2 separate regions of the Capra hircus genome follow, and region 2 is linked to region 1. The links are chromatin contacts, called in public Hi-C maps. All regions are on one chromosome and are shown on one strand. The core of a region is the stretch at or near the end of the contact, and the rest is flanking DNA. Distances in the headings are between cores, read along the strand shown. Region 1 overlaps SBK1 (serine/threonine-protein kinase SBK1). Region 2 overlaps SBK1 (serine/threonine-protein kinase SBK1).

Region 1 (6,342 bases), core at 2,850-5,349:
CTCCACAGAACAGGGAACTATCTGCAATATCCTGTGGTGAGTCGGAATGAAAAGGAATATGAAAGAGAATATATATTATACATGTATATATGTACATATATATGTATGTATAACTGAATAAGTTTGCTGTACAGCAGAAATTAACACAACATTGTAAATCAACTGTACTTCGATTTTCAAAAAAAAGTATCCTAGCAGATTTCAGTTCAGATCAGTTCAGTCACTCAGTCGTGTCCAGCTCTTTGCGACCCCATGGACTGCAGCACGCCAGGCTTCTCTGTCCATCACCAACTCCCAGGGCCTACTCAAACTCACGTCCATCACATCAGTAATGCCATCCAATCATCTCATCCTCTGTCATCCCCATCTCCTCCCACCTTCAGTCTTTCCCAGCATCAGGGTCTTTTCCAACGAGTCGGTTCTTTGCATCAGGTAGCCAAAGTATTGGAGTTTCAGTTTCAGCATCAGTCCTTCCAATGAATATTCAGGACTGATTTCCTCTAGGATTGATGTTCCTTTAAGACTGACTGATTTCCGTCAATCCTAAAGGAAATCAGAGCAGAAATGGAAAACATTTAAAACAGTTAGGACAGGGATTCCCTGGTGGCTCAGTGGTGAATCCGTCTGCCAATGCAGGAGACACGGGTTCGATCCCTGGTCCAGGAAGATCCCACATGCCGAGGAGAAACTAAGCCCATGCGCCACAACTACTGAGCCTGCGCTCTAGAGCCCGGGAACTGCAACTGCTGAGCGCACACGCAGCAACCACCGAAGGCCAAGCAGCTTAGAGCCTCTGCTCTGCAACGAGAGAAGCCACCTCAATGAGAAGCTCACGTGCCGAAATGAAGACCCAGTGCAGCTGAAAGAAAGAAAGAAGGAGAAAAGGAAGAAAGGGAAGGAACAGCCCCATTAAAGAAGGGGGCAAAAGATCTGAACGGTCACTAGGTCAAAGATGATATACAGACAGCAAATAAGCTTATAAAGATGCTCAACATCAGATGTCATCAGGAAATGGCAAATTCAAACCACAGTGAGATACATTTACACACTGACCCAAAATATTGACAGCTACGAATGCTGGGGAGGATGTGGAGCAACAGGAACTCTCGTTCATTGCTGTGAGAACTCAAAAATGATACAGTCACTTTGGAAGACGGTCTGGCAGTTTCTTACAAAGCTAAACATAGTCTTACCATATGATCCAACAATAGCGTTCCTTGGTACTCACCCAAATGAGTTGAAAACGTATGTCTGAACAAAACCCTGCACATGGATGTTTATAAAAGCTCTTTTTCATAATTGCTTGAAAACTTGGGAGCATCTAAAATGTCCTTCAACAGGCGAACAGATGAACAAACTATGATATATCCACACAATGAAATATTATTTGCTGATAAAAATGAGCCATGAAGCCCCAAAAAGACATACAAGAATCTTAAATGCATATGGCCTTGGTGGCTCAGTGGTAAAGAACCTGCCTGCTGATGCAGGAGACGGGGGTTCAATTCCCGGGTCAGGAAGGTCCCCTGGAGAAGGAAGCCTACTCAAGATTCTTGCCTGGGAAATCCCATGGACAGAGAAGCTATAGTCCATGGGGTTGCAAAGAGTCAGACATGACTCAGCGGCTAAACAACAACCACCCCACAAGGTGAAAGAAGCCAGTCTGAAAAGGCTATGAGCTGTATGCCTCCAACTCTATGACATTCTGAAAAAGTCAACACTAGAGACAGGAAAAAGATCAGTGGTTGCCAGGGGCTGGTGGGGAGCGGGGAGTGAGTAGGTGGAGCTCGGAGGATTTTTAGGGCCATGGAACTATTCTGTACAATACTGGAAAGATGGGTCCGTGACCCCATCCATCTGTCAAAACCCATAGACTGTACGACAGAGGGAGCCCTCATGTAAACTATGGATTTTAGTTAATATTAGTTTATCAGCACTGGTTCATCAATTGTAACAAGCTCACCACACTAATGCAAAATGCTGATAATCAGGGAAAATGCAGAGGGGGCAGGTATACATGAAAAGTCTCTGTACTTCGTGTTCAGTTGTTCTATAAATCTAAAACTAAAACAGAAAATCTATCATAAAAGGGAAAAGGGGGGAAAGAAATCATGGTATCCCACAGAAAGTTGTGTTTCCATACTATGTAAATACTACCAATCTTTTTTTTTCCCCCCTTTTGGCTGTGCGGCAAAGTTCCCCAACCAGGGATCGAACCCACGCCCCCTGTAGTGGAAGCACGGAGCCCTAACCACTGGGCAACTAGGAAAGTCCCCAACACTATCAATCGTTTTTTTTTTTTTTTTTAATTTTTGGCTGTACCGGGTCTTCATTGCCGCACGAGGGCTTTCTCTAGTCATGGCAAGTGTGGGCTACTCTCTAGATGCCATAGTGAGATGTAGCCTTCTCACTATGGTGGCTTCTCTGATTGCGGTGCACAGGCTTTAGGGCACGGTCTAAAGGAGGTCTAAACTAGAGGAGGGTGCAGTCGTTGTGGCACATGGCCTTTATAGCCCCGCGGTATGCGGGATCTTTCCGGACCAAGAATCGAACCCATGTCCTCTGCACTTGCAGGTGGATTCTTAACCACTGGACTACCAAGGAAGTCCCGCCAACACTACCAATCTTATCAATACTGTGATGTAACTGTTCCCGGAGGGCGGGAGACAGGAAGTGGAGGGAATGGACATCAGAGAACTCCATCTTCATCTTCCAGCATGAGAAGTGGAGATGAAAAGCATAACCTAAAACATGCTACGCAGGAAACATAGGAATGAAAATTACTAATACTCAGCTAAAAGGATGGAAATGATTGTCCCAAAGCAGTGGGAAATGGGAGTGGGAGCTGCTCGTGTTTCTTGATAGAAATGGATGGAGACGTGTGGTAGAGGGGAGTCCTGAAGAGTCCAGGGCCCAAAGGAGGGGTTGGCCTCGGGAGAAGGGCCTCCCCACCCCCACTAAAGCTGCTGGAAGAAGTGAGAGTGAGGGGCTGGGTGGGTTTGTGCTTTGATAAAAGGAGCCAATGAAACTGCATCCGGTCCACCTGTATTCTCAGCGAAATGGGAACCGTGGTTTGAGAAGTGAGGAGAAGGTTGGAGGACATTGCCGCTCAGAGGAGGGTGCAGAGGCCAACAGCATCAGCACCCCTGGGGGGCTGGTTAGACATGCAGCTCAGGCCTCACCAAGATTCCTAGGAGAGGTGCAAGCAAATTAAAATTTGAGAAGGCCTGGTCAGAGAGAGTGGGGAAGGGCTACTGGCAGGCATACTGGGGTTGTGGGGTGGCAGCGAGTGCCTCATGAAGACCATGAAGGGAAACTCTCTACTTAGTGGGGAACCCTCGGACCAGTGCTGGCTTGTATGGTGCAGGCAGAAAGCAGGTGATGGTTGGCGTTTTGCCAGGCAGGTTCTCCAACAGGAGAGCTGGACACAGCGGGGTGGAGATGAAGGTGCCAGGGAGCAGCCATGGTGATGGTGGTGTGCAGAACCCAAGCAGGGCACGGTGGATCATCATGGCAGAAGGGGGCTGATGGGCAGTGAGAAAGGGATGGGGGCCCTGGACTGGTGGCCTCGATGGGGTGAAAAAACTGTTGCTTGTGGGTACCAGATGAAGAGGATGGAGAGGGAAACACAGAGGGAGGTGATCAAAACAGAATCTCAGAGCGGGTGGGGTGTGGGGTAATTATATGGTCTGGGATGTGAGCCTCAGAGGTGGACGGGAGCAGAGAGGGTTAAAGGTGTCAGGAAAGGCCAGAGAACCAAAAGGCTGAGATCTCCACCCTCCACCTGAGGTTTGAACTCCGAAGGTCCAGTGATGGTGAGAGAAGAGGCTGATTCCTTTGCTCTGGGCGTGGCCGTGCATCAGGACTTCTGAAAGCTCCCGGGCAGACTAGAATGTGCAGCAGAGTTTGAGAACCACGGGTATAGACAAGAATACCCAGGTTCTGACAGAGAGAAAGAGACGCCGGGGAGTAACCGGAAGGCTCCCTGGGGCTGGCATCGCTGATGGAGCCTGACCAGGTGAAAGGGGAAGCCGGGTAGGGGCCGCCTGTGGCAGGTGAGAAGGTGGAGATGTTGCGGTCTTCCCGCTGGAAAACTGAATGTGTGTGCGCGCTCGTGCGTGCGTGCAGGCGTGTGAGACAGACAAGAGACTCAGAGACAGCGAGTCGGGCGGCCGGCGAGCCCCTCGTCTGTCCTGCACTGCGGCGAGTTGGCCACTAGAGGGAGCGCTGCGCCCGCACATGCAGGGACAGCACCGCTCGTTCCGTCCGTCTGTCCGTGCTGCTTCGGTCTTTTTCTGACAGAGTTTATGTCCAAGCTCAGATTCTGCAGGTAGATACCCCTGGGTTTAACTCCAGGTCCCGCTACTTTTAGGCTGCGTGACCTTAGCCAGTTACCCGACCGTTCTGTGACCCAGTTTCGTCCTGCGTCCAGCTGTAACTCTGACCTGAGACGGTTCAGAGGATGAATGAGGTCAGGCGTGTGAAGCGCTGCGCCACACTGGGAGATGGCTAACCCGATCTGACAGTGCCGGAGGTTCTGCCACCGCCTCTGTCTCTCTCTGCTTCTCCTGCAGCCCCTCAGCCCAGCCCTGCCCAGCCTAGATCCAGGGGAAGAAACAGAGGTCGGTTTCTGGAATGTTCCAGAGCAGAGGCAGAGTTAAGGGTGGCCTGTAAGGCAGGAACAAGCCTGGGTGCCTCCCTTTCCTGTTAGTCTTGCTGGTTCTCTTTGTTTGGGAGCAGACTTCACCCTGTGGCTCATTCCTGGCCATGGTCTTCTCCTTCTGATCCCAGGCCTTCTCCTGCTCCTCCAGGCAGCCAGGGGACCAGCAGTTGCCCTTGCCTGGCAGCCATATCATCCTTGAGAAATGTCACCGTCTGGTGCCTCCACCAAGGGCTCAGAAGGGGTGCTCCATCCTAACTGCCCCAGTCCTTCCAGGATCCTGCCCAGACCAGCCAAGAGCTGGCCTACGAGGCCACACCTCGGGAAGAAGTGTCTTCGTTTTATCTGTATTCCCAGGCTGGCCGAGGCCGCTGGTATGGAGGTCGCGATGTGTAGAAGACCCACAGAAGCAGCCCCCCTGTGTTATCCTTGGTCCCTCAGAGGGGGTCTAGCCTTCCTGACTATTTTTAATCAATGATTTGCTAACATTTTACAAATAAGATCCAGGTTTCTAACTTCTGGAAAATTAGAAGCTCTGAAAACCTGAGTTCACATTCCCATGTGACAGCAATGGGCCACAGGGGAGGGGAGGCCACCACTCAGATGGGCTAGGGCTCTCCCGCTCACCACTGTCCCCCACCCAGGTCATGCACCCCATTCACAGTCCCTCCCTGGGGACTCAGTGTCTCAGTCTGACTCCATGAAAGGAGAACTGTGCCCAAGAGGCTTCATGTACCTTGTCCATGTTGCAGCCACTGGCCCCAGGCAGGCAGAAACGCAGAGGGAGAGGGGTAGGGTCCCAGCATTGAGAGCAGACCTTCAGGGGCAAGGAATCCAGGGTCCAGAGAGCTGCTTGGTGTCCTCAGCTGTTGGTGGAATTTCACGGTCCAGAGGCTGAAGGCAAATAACACACACACACACACACACCCCACCCCATTGTCCAATCTGTCAGCAGATCCTGTCACTTCTCATCACTTCTGTTCCTACTACCTGGTCCCTAGCTATCTTGTTTCACTTCGCTGGGTACTGGAGCCTCCTCACTTCCCTTCTTGCGCCACCAGAGGGAGCCTGTTAAAACCTATAATCCACCTTCTCCCTCCTCTGCTCAAAACCCTCCAAGGACTGCCACTGCTCTCAGAGTCAAAGGCAAAGGTTTACTGTGGCCCTGGATGAACTGTCCCCATCACCTCTCAACTCCTCCCAGGCTCCATCAGCCTCGTTGTTCCTGGGCATCCCCAAGCATACACTCTGGCCTCAGGGCCTTTGCACTGGCTCTTCCCTCTGCCTGCCTGCCCTCATTTCAGCATGGCTCCCTTCCTCCCTCACCTCTTTCAAGTTTCTGCTCAAAAGGAACCTTCTCTGTGAAGCCCTCCCTGCTTTATGTCTTCCCTCCATGAATCCCATGAAGTATGGTCCTTTCTTCACATACCCTGTTTGTTGTCTTCTCCCCTCACTACAATGGATGCGGGCAGTGATTTTTCTGTTTTGTTCACTGCAAATGTTGCCTGGTACATAGGAGGCACTTGATAATATTTAGTAACTGAATGGATGAATGAACAAATATGTGAAACGAGGGCAGTAACAGTCCCAGTAAGCAGAGTGGCTGTGAGAACTCAGTTAATATGTATCACGCAGGGCCCCAAACTTGGGCTCTAATGCTCTGTGGTTGGTATCTTAGAATT
Region 2 (7,030 bases), core at 333-2,832, 34 kb after region 1:
AGCTGCACCCGGGGATGGCTGCTGAGGCTCAGCCCAGAGGGGGTTCATCGGCGACCTCCTTCATTGGTGCATAGGCAGACATGGGCACACAGACACTTGCTCCCGGTTGCTTGGCTCCCTGGTCTAAGCCTCCCCCCGTTAGACGGACGAGAAATGCAAACCCCAGATAAGCATTCGCTGTCACCCACCCCTGAACGCTTCCCACTGCAGCTCTCTGCGCCCCCAGCACCATCAGGAGGCAAACTCAGTATCCCCGAAGGGGTCGGTGTGTCCAGGAAGCCCCCTCCCCCAGCCCGTGTGAACACGGAAGGGGACCAGCGGTGAAAGTGGAGGGTGGGTCATGGTGGAACAGGCATTCTGTCCTTGTATCCGAGGAGCCTGGGCGGGGACCCAGGAGCTACAGCTGCAGCTGTGTACTTGAGCTGGGCTGTGTGTGGTCGTCTGAGGTCGGGGGACAGATTATAAGGCCTTGGTGGGGATGTGGCCAGCCTGCGCCGCCCTGCCAGGGTTTTATCTGAGACTTCTGCCCCGTTACGGCTTCCCTGGAGGTTCAGTCGGTGAAGAATCCGCCTGCAATGCAGGACACCTGGGTTCCATCCCTGGGTCGGGAAGATCCCCTGGAAAAGGAAATGGCTACCCAGTCCAGTATTCTTGCCTGAGAAACCCCACAGACAGCAGAACCTGGCGTGCTGCAGTCCATGGGGTCGCAAAGAGCCGAAACGACTGTGTGACTGAACAACCTCCCCTCACACCCCCCCTGCCCCTCCCCAGCCTTATTTTCTCTATAGCCAATGTCACCTTTTATCACAATATATAATTTGTGGGCTTACTGTGTATTGTCCATTTCCCCACCTTGAACTGTGTGTCTGTGTGTTCAGGGCTGTGTCCCCAGGGCTCCAAACTGCACCTGGCAAACAGCAAGTGCTGATCAATACTTGTGAATGGGAGCACCCGTGTGAACTCAGTATGTGGCATGTCTTTGTGTGACATAAACACGTGTGCCTTGCCTGACACTGTGTCTGGATCATAGCATGAGACGCCCAAGTAGGGAGTGGTGGGACAATGGCCGTGTCTCTGGGGATTGCTGGCTCAGGCCTGACCCTGAAGCTTCAGGGAAAGGATGGGGACTTCCCAGGTGATTCTTCTTTACCACTGAACCAGGTGACTCAGTGGTAAAGAACCTGCTTTACCTGTCCTGAGACGTAAGAGATGCAGGTTTGAACCCTGGGGCAGGAAGATCCCTGGCGGAGGCCATGGCAACACCCTCCAGTATTCTTGCCTGGAGAATCCCATGGACAGAAGAGCCTGGTGAGCTACGAGTCTGTGGGGTCTCAAAGAGTTTGGACACGCCTTAGCAACTAAACAACCAACCATTTGCAGCAAAGATGCTTGTCGCCGCCTGGTGGTCATCTTAGGCCTGGCATCAGGCCCAGCCCCAGACATCCTGGGCCCTGGACGGGGAGGAGGTGGGGAGTGGAGGGGTCTGATGTCACACTCCATCCCTCTCCCCACCCCCACACCAGGGAGAAGATGAGCGTGGGCTGCCCAGAGCCGGAGCCGCCCCACTCCCTGCCCTGCTGCGGGCCAGGGACCGCCCCCGGGCTGGGTGCCGGCGTGCCCCTCCTCACCGAAGACATGCAGGCGCTGACCCTCCGCACAGTGGCCGCGAGCGACGTCACCAAGCACTACGAACTTGTCCGGGAGCTGGGCAAGGGCACCTATGGGAAGGTCGACCTCGTGGCCTACAAGGGCACGGGTGAGTATCTGCAGGGCGGCCCGCTGTAAGACAGGAGTGGGGACCTGGTGGGGGCTCTCTGTGGGGGCCAGGAGGCCAGCAGGGAAGGAGAGTCTGTGCTACCAGTGGAGAGAGTGTGGTGTGAAGCAGCCTGGGAAAGCGGGGACAAGGGAGGAATCTCTGGGGAAAGTGGGCTGCTCTGGGGCCATCCACAGTGCCCTGAGGACAGGACAGCCAAAGAGGACGAGATGGTGGGATGGCATCACTGAATCAATGGACATGAGTGTGAGCAAACTCCGGGAGATAGTGAAGGACAGGGAAGCCTGGCATGCTGCAGTCCATCGGGTCACCAAGAGTCAGACACAACTGAGCAACTGAACAAAAGTGCCCTCAGGACAGTCAAGGAGGTGTGCCTGGGGACATGTGGAATCAGGGGAAAGGTCAGGGCTGGCAGTGGTGTTTGGGGGATGACCAGCATATATGTGATAGCTGTCCCCGGGAGGGTGGACCAAACTGAACTGGGGTCCTCGCGAACAGAGCACCATGCTTAACAGCAGGTGGGAGAGGGCCCTGTGAGGTCCATGTGGCTGCTCCATTCCTCAGATCCCGAGGACACTGAGACCCAGAAAGATGCAGTCACTCAGCCCAGGTCATGCAGCTACAGAAGGTGTGAGCTAGGATGAGCCCCCAGTCATCAGCTCCAGGGCCTTCTCGCTTAACTGCTAAACGTGATGCCTTCCCCACAGTGTAAGCTCACTGCAGTGCCCATCAGCCAGCCAGGGATGGGGGCTGCATAGGTGCCCACAGCTGCATTCAGAGGGGACAGGGCCAGAAGGAGGAACCTTGGACATGGGGTCACCTGAGCTTGGCTGCTTGCTTGCTGTGTGACCTGGGGCAAGTGACTTAACCTCTCTGTGCCTAGGTTTCCTCCTTTGTGAAACAGAGGAGTATTAATGCCCAGCTGATAGGGTCTTTATAAAAAGTGAGTTGTGAACATGAAGTGCAGAAGGCAAGACCCGCAATGTGTAAGCTCTCTGTGAACACACACGTGTCACACAGCTCTGTACCCAGGTGGGTACAGATGGCTGCTCAAGCTCACAGTCGGGGACACGTGCCTTGCAGGCCCTCACCTCTGTGTGTCTAGTGCCTTCTTACTTATTCATCTACTTAACAAAAGTTTTCGGAGCACCTGCAGTGCACCAGGCTCTTCTGTGAGCGCTGGAGATACAAGAGCAAACAAGACACAGGTTCCTGGGACTCCCTGGTGGTCCAGTGGTTGGGACTTCAGCTCCCAGTGCAGGGGAGTGCCCGTTCCATCCCTGGTCAGGGCACTGGGACGGCACATGCCTCACAGCCAAGGAACAGAAGCAATAATGCAACAAATTCATGAAAGACTTGAAAAAATGGTCCACAACAAAAAAATCTTAAAAAAAAAGATAGTTTCCTGTGCTCAAGGGCCTTCTGACCAGGGGCAGGCAGACAAGATACTAAGTACACAATGTGTCAGGAGGAAAAGGAGAGGGTGGAGGAAGCAGCAGGCCCCCCTCATGGAGGGCTGCGGGCGGGGCAGAGAGGACCCAGGCTAACGCCTGACTTGCTGCAGGGCCTTCCCCTCTCTGGGCCTCAGTTTCCTACCTGTGAAACAACAGCCTGCCCACTGGGGCTCCCGTCGAGTCATGTGCTGCAGCCCAGACAGGCTGCACAGACAGGCCCGGCTGTGTGAGGCGCAGGGGCGCAGGGAGAGGAGTCCTCACCACTCTCACTGTCGCCCCGCTAGGCACGAAGATGGCGCTGAAGTTTGTGAACAAGAGCAAAACCAAGCTGAAGAACTTCCTGCGGGAGGTGAGCATTACCAACAGCCTCTCCTCCAGCCCCTTCATCATCAAGGTTTTTGACGTCGTGTTTGAGACGGAAGACTGCTATGTCTTCGCCCAGGAGTACGCGCCCGCCGGGGACCTGTTCGACATTATTCCTCCTCAGGTACTGGAGCAGTGGCTGAGGGAGGGGAGAGGCTCTTCTGGGTCCCCAAGTGTGAGAGCTGAAGAGGAGTCAGGCCACTCGCTTAAATCATTTATTAGGCGCCTACTGTATATCAGTCATTGTTTGGAGGGCTGCGGATACACAGTGAACAAAAGCTCCTGCTATGGGCCTAGTGGGGGAAACAGATACTCTACAGTTGGCCACATGAGGCACTAAGATGATGGAGAAGGGAATGGCAACCCACTCCGGTATTCTTGCCTGGAGAATCCCAGGGACAGAGGAGCCTGGCCTGCTACAGTTCACAGGGTCACAAAGAGACACGACTGAATTGACTTAGGCACCGAACTGTGATAAGGACCAGCCGGTGGGTGGGATGAAGTCCAGCAGCCCCCTCCTCCGCTGCTGTATAGGAGGTGGGGACCCAAGAGGGAAGGTGGCAGGGCCACCAGCCTTCCCAGAGGAGGTGCCCGGGATGGGGAGACTGCCCCCGGGATTCCCGGCACCTGGCCAGGATGAAACACTGCCCTGCCGCTCACCGGATAAGTGACAAGGCCTCTCAGAGCTGCCGTTTACGTGAGATGGGCATACAGCAGACCATGCCGGATAGGGTCCTTATTAACCCAGTACTTGGCCCAAAGCAGGCGCTCCGTACAGGTACTGGGGGAAAAGGTGGGGAAGGTTCGAGGGGTGTGTGAAAACCCGGGGGTCAAGGAGGGAGCCGGGGATGCCCAAGTAGGATAAGGAAGGGCGGCTGGCCCCGGATTTGCCCAGGAAAGGGACCCCGCAAGGAGTTCGGGTTGAGGGACGGGGCGGGGGCGGGGATGGGAGGGAGGGGGCGGGGATGGGAGGGAGGGGGCGGGGATGGGAGGGAGGGGGCGGGGATGGGAGGGAGGGGGCGGGGATGGGAGGGAGGGGCGGTTGGGGGGCGGGGATTGGGAGGAGGGGGCGGGGATTGGGAGGAGGGGGCGGGGATTGGGAGGAGGGGGGCGGGGATTGGGAGGAGAGGGCCGGGCGGAGAGGGCCGGGCGGAGAGGGCCGGGCGGAGAGGGCCGGGCGGGGTGGGGGAGGAAGGAGACGGCCGGGTGGAACCTGTCCGCGCCCCTGAGCCGCCCTCCGGCCCTCTCCTCCGGCCGCAGGTGGGGCTCCCCGAGGACACCGTGAAGCGCTGCGTGCAGCAGCTGGGCCTGGCGCTGGACTTCATGCACGGTCGGCAGCTGGTGCACCGCGACATCAAGCCGGAAAACGTGCTGCTGTTTGACCGCGAGTGCCGGCGCGTGAAGCTGGCCGACTTCGGCATGACGCGCCGCGTGGGCTGCCGCGTGAAGCGGGTGAGCGGCACCATCCCGTACACAGCGCCCGAGGTGTGCCAGGCGGGCCGCGCCGACGGCTTCGCGGTGGACACTGGCGTGGATGTGTGGGCCTTCGGCGTGCTCATCTTCTGCGTGCTCACCGGCAACTTCCCGTGGGAGGCGGCGTCGGGCGCCGACGCCTTCTTCGAGGAGTTCGTGCGCTGGCAGCGGGGCCGCCTGCCGGGGCTGCCGTCGCAGTGGCGCCGCTTCACCGAGCCAGCGCTGCGCATGTTCCAGCGGCTCCTGGCGCTGGAGCCCGAGCGCCGCGGGCCGGCTAAGGAGGTCTTCCGCTTCCTCAAGCACGAGCTCACGTCCGAGCTGCGGCGCCGGCCCTCGCACCGCGCGCGCAAGCCCGCCGGGGACCGCCCGCCGGCCGCCGGGCCGCTGCGCCTCGAGGCGCCCGGGCCGCTCAAGCGGACGGTGCTGACCGAGAGCGGCAGCGGCTCTCGGCCCGCGCCTCCCACCGTCGGGCCCGGACCTGTGCCGGTCCCCGTCCCCGTGCCCGTGCCGGTCCCCGTGCCCGAGCCCGGCCTGGCCCCCCCGGGGCCTCCCGGCAGGACCGACGGCCGCCCGGACAAAAGCAAAGGGCAGGTGGTGCTGGCCACGGCCATCGAGATCTGCGTCTGAGCCGCCCCCGCCGCCCTCGGGGCCCGGGCGCCGAGCAGCAGCCAGGCCGGGGCGCAGGGAGCCGCCCTGGCCGAAGCGGCCAGCCCCCTGCGGCGGCAGGAGGGAGTAGTGGTAGGCGAGGCAGGCGCCCGGCCCGGCGGCGGGCCGGTGAGATGCCACCAAAGGAGCCCAGCCCCACAGACCCGAGGATTCAGAGGCCCCACCCTCACCCCCACCCCCGACACCAGGAGCAAGGGAGCTTGCCGGCAGACTCCCCCACACCTCCCTGAACCTGGGACCCTGAACTAGTGGCTCCGGGCCCTTTGCACCCCCCTGGCAGATCGTCCAGCAGCCCTACCCCTTTTCCTGCCCCCCTCCCAACCTTCCCGCCCCCACCCCCACCCTGGGAACGAAAAGGAACTCAAGTGCTGGGGTCGAGAAAGGGCTTAGGGCGTCTAGGCACTCACTGGCTGGGAGGAGGGCGGTGAGCCGAGGGCAGGGGTGTTGTTCATCTGAGACCGGCCCCTTTCCAGGGAGGGTTAGAGGGGAGGGACCACGCCCCCTGCAAAAATGTAGCAAACGTCTGGATGTCACAGCAGTGTGTGTGTAAACACAGGCCCCAAGAATCCAGTGACTCTCCCACCACCCAGTCCTTCCCCCCAACCCATGAGGACACAGAGCCCAAAAGGAGGGCGGCTGGCCAAGATCACACACAGCCAGAGAGGCTGCAGCCCTCCCCCTCCCCTTACAGGGATTTCAGGATAACTGGTCTCCGTTGCCAGGGGCCACATGCCCCTGCATCACCAGGCCCGGGGAATGAGTTCAGAGCCCGGGTGCACCCCAGCTTGGCCTGCCCACCGGCACCTTCCCCAGGCCAGGGAAACCTTGCTCAGATCCTCTCAATCCTCGCTGCCCCAGCCCAGTCAGTGGCCTGGACTTTGAGCAGGCAGCGAGGTTACTTGTGCCAGGAATTTCTCCCGGATTTCTGCTGGAGTCCAACATCTGAGCCTGGGGCTGACTCCATCCCCATGTCTCCCAAGTTTCTCGTACTGGGTGTGAGAACAGAGGCCCTGGAAATGGGAGGGAGTGAGCGTGTGAACAGGTACCTGTGCAGTGTGAGCACATGCAGAAGGCACCTGTGTGCGTGTAGCCTCATGTGTTCAGTGACTGCATCCAGACACTCCAGTCACGACACCCCAGTCACTCCACCCCAGGATTCTCAGCGGGCAGCTGCCAGAGGGCGCTCAGACCCCCGGCTCAGCACACCCCTCAGGGAGCCTGGCAAGGAGGCACCCACAGTCCAGAGGAGCCCAGACTCACAAAGCCCGCCCTCACAACTCCTGCCCTGTCCGTGGAGGCC

Evidence for each region. Hi-C and Micro-C count contacts between places; a contact is called where the count stands out from the background.
Region 2: a contact with region 1 is called in a Hi-C map of blood, with 1.8 times the contacts expected there. The contact joins two enhancer-like sites. A contact is called at or near these places in 2 of 5 Hi-C or Micro-C datasets (both in blood).

The regions. Positions count from the first base shown.
Region 1 is chr25:25,688,877-25,695,218 of ARS1.2, forward strand. The region is part of intron 1 of SBK1 (serine/threonine-protein kinase SBK1); the gene reads left to right. Among named protein-coding and RNA genes, the nearest start is that of SBK1, 12 kb to the left of the region's middle. Within about 2 kb of position 4,100, at least 2 of the 5 cell types and tissues checked have an H3K27ac peak or open chromatin away from gene starts, as enhancers often do.
Region 2 is chr25:25,725,214-25,732,243 of ARS1.2, forward strand. SBK1 (serine/threonine-protein kinase SBK1) reads left to right here. Exons shown (of 4, transcript XM_018040964.1): 2 at 1,524-1,756; 3 at 3,513-3,715; 4 at 4,852-7,030. The coding sequence starts at 1,531. The coding sequence ends at 5,691. Among named protein-coding and RNA genes, the nearest start is that of TRNAC-GCA, 11 kb to the right of the region's middle. Within about 2 kb of position 1,583, at least 1 of the 5 cell types and tissues checked has an H3K27ac peak or open chromatin away from gene starts, as enhancers often do.